Regions from separate parts of the Mus musculus genome. Here region 2 is linked to region 1. A link is a contact called in public promoter capture Hi-C data. All regions are on one chromosome and are shown on one strand. The core of a region is the stretch at or near the end of the contact, and the rest is flanking DNA. Distances in the headings are between cores, read along the strand shown. Region 1 holds the start of Hsd17b13 (hydroxysteroid (17-beta) dehydrogenase 13). Region 2 holds the start of Abcg3 (ATP binding cassette subfamily G member 3).

Region 1 (3,588 bases), core at 670-3,169:
GCACACTTGGGAGGTGATCTGAAGACCCGTGGACCATCTTCATGATGTATTCTCATTCTCGTTTATATTTTTTACGAGGGACTGAGAACAGCTGACTCAGTTTTCTCAGCTCCAAGAAGACTGCCTGGGACCTGTGCAGGATTTGATAATCTCAGAATCATCTCCAAGTACCGTGTTAGCTCATCTTGCCCACCAACGCCTGTATCTGCTAAGCAAAGATGCATGGTGCCTCTCGGGATTCTTCACTGCTCAAAAGGAACCAAAGCAGATTTAGCTCCTTATGTTCAAGAGCGTTCTGAAGGCTGGGAAAAGTGGTGTTAACTGCAGATGGCAAAAACGTAACAGAGGGTTACCTGAAGCCGAGCAAAACCCCAAGGAAAGCTTTGGAAACTCTGCTTCTCAACAAACAAACAAACAAACAAACAAACAAACACCAAAACCCCAGTCTCTCTAGTCTGAGCCACTGTATCCGGTACATGACAGCAGCGGTTTGTGGTTTCCTTGTAGTGCTGAGGCTCACACCCAGCCACAACTGGATCTAATATCTAGTTTGTATATTCTAGATAATTGTTGTACCGCTGGGCTACATCCCCAGTCCAGTTCTTCAAAGATTACAATCCCAGAGACAGTTTGTTGTGGCACATCTTTTTCACGACCTTTTGGGAATGTGCATGTTTAGGAGAAAGTGACACAGGACGTCAACACTTTCAGACTTAAGGTAGTTAAGAGCATTTATAAATAAACAGAGATCAACAACCTCTTAAATGTACTAGTGAAAGCCAGGCACTGGTGTAGACATTTCCATATGTGATGCTGCGTGCACCAGGCCATGCTAAGCACTTAAGTATTATTCTTTACCCTTCTTGCTCAGGACCCGGCAAGTATTTTTTCTTCTTCTGCAAAAGGTCAGATGTAAGTATTTTAGGATTGCTGGAGTGTGAGTGGAAGTACCATGGGTTTCTGCTGTTAGTTCTTCATGTGGTTTTGTTTGTTTGTTTTGAGAATCAATCCCTCAAATGTGTAAAAACCTGAGCGGTTGCTCGGTGATAGAGTGCTTGCCTGGCACGTGCTAAGGTACTGTGGCTCAGTGGTAGGTACTAAGACCCAGCTTCAGTCTATCACAGAAAGGAACAAATGAATAACAGAATAAATGAAAATCTAAAAGTATAAAAGTCACCCCTAGCTGTAATAAACTGCATATTGGCCAATTTGGTTGCTGGCAATCATTACCTGTAGATTTTGTCTCCCTCTGAGATTTTATCCCAATGGTAGAGTTTTTTGTTTGTTTTTTGTTTTTTAAATTTGAAGTTGAGGTAAGTTATGTGGCTTGCCTAATTTCAGCAGCTGGGAAGCTCTCTGGCTCCTGCGTCTCTTGTTATCAAGTTGTACACCACAGTAGAACCAACCAACCAACCAACCAACCAGTCAAACAAAATGAAACCCCCCAGGCTTAGTTCTCCAGCTCGTTGGTTCCATCTTGTTCACCTGTCGCAGGGATCCAGAAAGGACCCAGGAGTTTATTAAAACTTTGAAAAAGGAAAACACAGAGAAAAGCCAGCACTAAGTTACGTCTCTAGAGAAACATATGCCTTGTTATTTTGTGACTTTAAAAGATTGTTAGAAACACCTATTATTACCTTATTGATATCCCATAGAACCAGTCTGCTTTTCTGCTTTGCAAATTCATATGCAGTCAGCCTGCCTATTCCGTGTCCGGCCCCCGTGATGAGAACGGTCTGCCCGGTCACAGATTTCCTTCTCCGGGGAATGAAGAACTTTACCAGTGACTCCAGGTAGGAGTAGATGATGACGCCCACCAGAAGGAGAAATTCCAGGATGAGGTTCATGGCTCTGTTCTCACAACAGACACCTCTGCTCAGAGCTCCACAGAGAGCCCTGTCAGGTATTATGGGCTGCTGCAGAAGAGGCAGACTTTGACTGTGTCCCCTGACGAATCAGATACACCTTTGGTTTTTGAAATGATGCCAGTCTCTAACACAAGCGCAGCATAGGTCAGGGAACCCAGTGGGATGTGCCCTTTGGACCTGGTTATCTGAAAAGCAGTTATGCACCATGTTTCGACATGAAACTTCACCTCTCAAAGCTATTCTGGAAGTATTGCATCAGCTAATGGTCTGTTATCATTTGAATGTGTGTGTGTGTGTGTGTGTGCATGCACGAACACAAGCAAGCACATGTGTGCATTCATGTTAAATCAGGGTTGGGGGAATTAGAAATAGAAACATTATATTAAAGAAACTTTAAGGGATTAGTGACATGGCTTAGCAGTCAAAGTGCTTGCCATGCAAGCCTTTTACCTGAATATGATCCCCAAATCCATAGTGGAAGGAGATAGCCAACTCTACACACACATACACACAGAGAGGGAGACACACACACATAGACACACACTCATGTACACACACAGACACAGACACACTTACATACAGATGCACACATACAAACATACATGCATAGATACATACACACACATACACACACGCATAGACACATATACATGACACATATACATGTACACACACAGACACACACATGCACACACATACACAAATGCACACACTCACATACACACAGACACACATGCACACACACACACATGCATATAAAGTAAAAATGAGGAAGCTAAAATATGGGTCAACAAAGCTTAGCTGTTGAACGCATGCATTCACAGTTATGATCTTCCTCTGAAACCCCTGAGGTGGAGGAGAATGTAGGTTATAGGAAACAGCCAGTTCTCGCCATAACACTGGGAAAATCACCAGACCAGATATCATACACGTCAACTTAAAAGTGCTGCCACTGTCTCAGCCTGGGCGGTGGTGACAAATACTGTGGGCTAGGTGGCTTATTACACAGTCCTAGTGTCTGTGTAACCTAAGCTGTATGTGTGTCAAGTGGGAACTGGCATCTTGGTTTGCAGACAGCTGTCATTTCATGGCCACTGCACCCCAAAGAATGAGGAGGAACTTCTCTGTGGTCAACTTTATAAAAACCATAGACAGCCATCGTGACGTAATCACCTCCCAAAGTTCCAACATTCTATATTAATAGGAGCTAGATTCCAGCATAAGAAATTAAGGGGACACATTCTGGATAGAGTAACTTCTAATAGTGGAAAAGGAGAGATCACCCTTGTCCATCAATGGATGGGTAAAATATCAGACATACATACGATGGGATAGTATTCTTCCTTTAAAGAAAGAAATTCAGATACATGCTACAACATGGTGATCCTCAGTTATAATATGCAAAAGGAAATAAGCCAGACACAAAACCTCCCACGTTCTGAATCTGTTTGTATGAGGCACCTAAGACAGTGAGAGGCCAAACCTACTCCATCTTAGGACCAACCTCCATCTTAAAGGAAAAACCAAAAGCCTGACAACTTGACCTGCAGCAGAACCCAAGCTGGACCCATGTACCAGGATGGACTCCACGGCTTGTTCTTGGCCAGAGTTACTCCTAGATACTTCCTAGCAACAGTTAATCAAATATCAGTCAGATTGTTTCAGATGTACTTTCAGACCATTTGTGACTGTATACAGTTTTGCTTCAGAGCACCCACCT
Region 2 (3,108 bases), core at 471-2,970, 1.0 Mb after region 1:
ATGGATTGAAAAAGCTGAAGGGACAGAAGAATGGATACAGAAAATGTGGTATATTTACACAATGGAGTAATTAAGTAATTCTAATTAAGCAGCTCATTCTAAGCCTTCCTACTTCAAACAGTTTTTAACTACAACTAAATTTAAATAAAAAATAGTCAACAAACTGTCTGTGATGACAGGAAAATTGTGCTGAACTGATCATAGCTTTCATGTACTGAATGTCACATGGTGCCCCAAAGTATATGCAATGCGACTACAAGGTAAGTATTTACCAAATACTTCCAGAACATGAGACTTGCCTAACTGCATAGGACATCTCAGTTTGTCTTTAGGTAAGACCTGTCTGTACCACACAGGGTAAGGAAAATGACAGCCACAGTTTACCCTGGCATGAGTGCTGCTGCTGGCATCATGGGATGGTTCGTAGCATAGTCTTCCTTTGAGTCTCTTCTACATCCCAAATTAACACATGCAAGAACGTTCCCTCAAAGGCAAACTGGCAAAAGCCTCTCTGAAAAGCAATGCGCTTCCCTTATTGTTCTTGAGCTGTGGGGCTGAGCAACCCCTTCTTGTTATGGTCACAGGAAAGCAACTTAAGGGGCCAGAGATATGGCTCGGCAATTAAGAGCACATACTCTTCCTATTCTGAGCGCCTGCATAATGCAGGGAGGGACTTACAACACCTACAACGCCAGATCCAGAGGCTTCAGGGCCCTCACAGGCCTCTGTGGGCTCCAGACATGCAAGCAGAGCACCTGCATACATGTAACAAACAAACAAAACAAAACAAAAACAAATCAATCATCTAAAAATGCAACTTTCACCTTGGAGGGTCCCTCAGTGCACTGGGCCCCTTCTGATCTCTCCATGTCCATGGCTTCTGGAAGCCCTCCATTCTAGTTTGCATTTTATTTCTGCTTATGATATTTCTTCTCTTCTCAAATGCTACACGGATGCTCAACCACGGTACATGCAAAAATACGTTCTGCATGTGTTTGTGTCTTAGTGCACATTGATGCAAGAGAACACACTAAGTTGGCGAGGCACATGTTAACACCCTAAGGAGTGACCACACTTCTAGTATTAGGGAAGAAAATAAAACAGATTATAGATACACAATCCACTAAAAGGTTTGCAGTCTAATAATTCTGGTCTTTAACTTTTCTGTCTGTTGAAACCTTTTCTGAACTATCTGAGGAAGAGTCGCAAGAAGTTGGTAAATATCTGTATATCGAATTAGAGATTGCCTGACAAATTTCATATCATGGGATAAAGAAAAAATTATAAACTGCCCAGCTCCCTTAAAGTAACGGTGTTAACAAATATCTCATGCACTTCTGGTATCTCTGCTACCAGTAAAACTTTTACCTGCCCAACACCAACTGTGTTTGCCTTCATACATTTGGCAATCAAAAGTTGTACACTGCTAACCCACCCAAACAGAGACCCTCTATGAACCAAGTTGCTTTGCATTTCACAGTTGCAAATGAAGCTGCAGTGGGTTTCCCAGCCCTCTCTTGCACTCTTCTGCATCCTGCTCACCCACACTCACCACTGTGAGATAATGCAGGGGCTCAGGTTGCTACTTGCACAGGAAGATTTGCAGCTCGGGTCTTTGGAAGGTGCAAGAGGCTCTGGCTTCTGCTCTGCAGAGCTCTTGGAGCCTCTGTGGTCGTGGTCAGGAGCAGGGAACCCGAAGAGAGCAGAGGAAGTAGCAGGCAGTGGGGCGGAAGGGAGGGTGGGGCGCGACATGGGGAAGATGCAATCAGGGGAGCCCTGGGGCTGGGGCCCCCTTTGGGACAGGTGCGGGGCCAAGCCATGGGGAAAGGGGCAGGGGCGAGTCCTGGTGCAGGGGCGGGAAGGGGGGAGTCTCTGTGGGGCGTGGTTGGAGTGGCGTCTTGGGGTGAGGGCTCACCTAGGGGTTCAGCCAGATCCGGAAACCTGGGCAAACTTTTTGCCCTAATTCAGGCTCACATTGGACTCTGAGAAGCCAGCATCCAGGAAAAGACAAAGCGAAAGTAACAGTTTCTGTGGTGTGTTTTGAATTTTTTTTGTTTTTTGTTTTTGAATTTTGTTTTGTTTTGTTTAACAAATGGGATAAAATAAACAGGAGATGAATATATGCTTATCACAGAACAGGACAAACAATGGGTCAGGACGACAAAGGATATGTTTTGTTAAGTGCCCATGCTTTTAATATAATTTGATTTATAGCTTCTTTTTATAACTGAAGAGACCAATTAAGAAATAATTCAGTGTTTACGATTGTAATCCCTATAATCGAGAGGCTGGGACAGGAGGTTGGGAGTTTGTGTGCCAGGCCTAAACATCGAACTCTATCTGAAAAAGAGCAAGAAGAGGGCACAGTGATTAAGTATGGACTGTTTACTTGGGTCAGACTGCTCTGTGTGTGTGTGTGCGTGTGCGTGTGCGTGTATAGCATTGGACGAACCTTAAGCCAATGTTGAAGTCATCCAAGTAAAATTTCAGTACTCAAGACGTTTTTAACATTCAAGCATGGATTAAGAAGGGACATTAAGTCGGCGCCCGACTCCCAGCCCCACCCTACCCCGCCCGGTTCTACAGTTTTAGCTTCTAGATGTGGCCACCTGTCCTGAAATGAAGGAGATGGTTGTACCTCAAACCTGACTAAAATCTCTCTTGTAAGTCTGTGTATGACTTCCACACCCGGTGCCTGCGGAGGCCAGAGAGATCTCTAGATCCCCGGGAACTAGAGTTACGAATGGCTGTGACCGCCCATGTCCCAGATCCTCAGGAAAGAACAGCAAGTGCTCTATACCATGGAGCCATCTCTCCAGCCATGGCTGAGAGCTTTGAGACTCAATTACAAGCCTACATTTTCTGGTTTGGTAGGAAGACAGTATCATTAAGTGAATCCTCTCGCTTTCTGGGAATAACTACTAAATGGAAGTTTGCCGGTTGTGACGGTGAGGTACTAAGGATCTGTGTGGTGTACGTGTGTGATGTAGGTGTGTACACATGCTGGAACATGTCTTTTCTGGTCTTGTCTATTTGGTGTTCTGTGTGCTTCTTGTGCCTTCTCTTAGTCTTAGGGAAGCTTTTGCCTATGATCCTGTTAGTCTGTTC

Evidence for each region. Promoter capture Hi-C pulls out the DNA fragments that hold promoters and counts their contacts.
Region 2: a contact with region 1 is called in a promoter capture Hi-C map of pre-B cells, with 5 times the contacts expected there. The contact joins the promoter of Abcg3 here to the promoter of Hsd17b13 in region 1. A contact is called at or near these places in 2 of 39 promoter capture datasets (pre-B cells and stem cell-derived epiblast-like cells) and 1 of 115 datasets of contacts at active chromatin or transcription factors (large pre-B cells).

Annotation. Positions count from the first base shown.
Region 1 is chr5:103,975,469-103,979,056 of GRCm38.p6, forward strand. It overlaps Hsd17b13 (hydroxysteroid (17-beta) dehydrogenase 13), which reads right to left and starts at 1,920. Exons shown (of 7, transcript NM_001163486.1): 1 at 1,638-1,920. The coding sequence starts at 1,847.
Region 2 is chr5:104,980,997-104,984,104 of GRCm38.p6, forward strand. Abcg3 (ATP binding cassette subfamily G member 3) reads right to left here and starts at 1,721. Exons shown (of 16, transcript NM_030239.2): 1 at 1,553-1,721.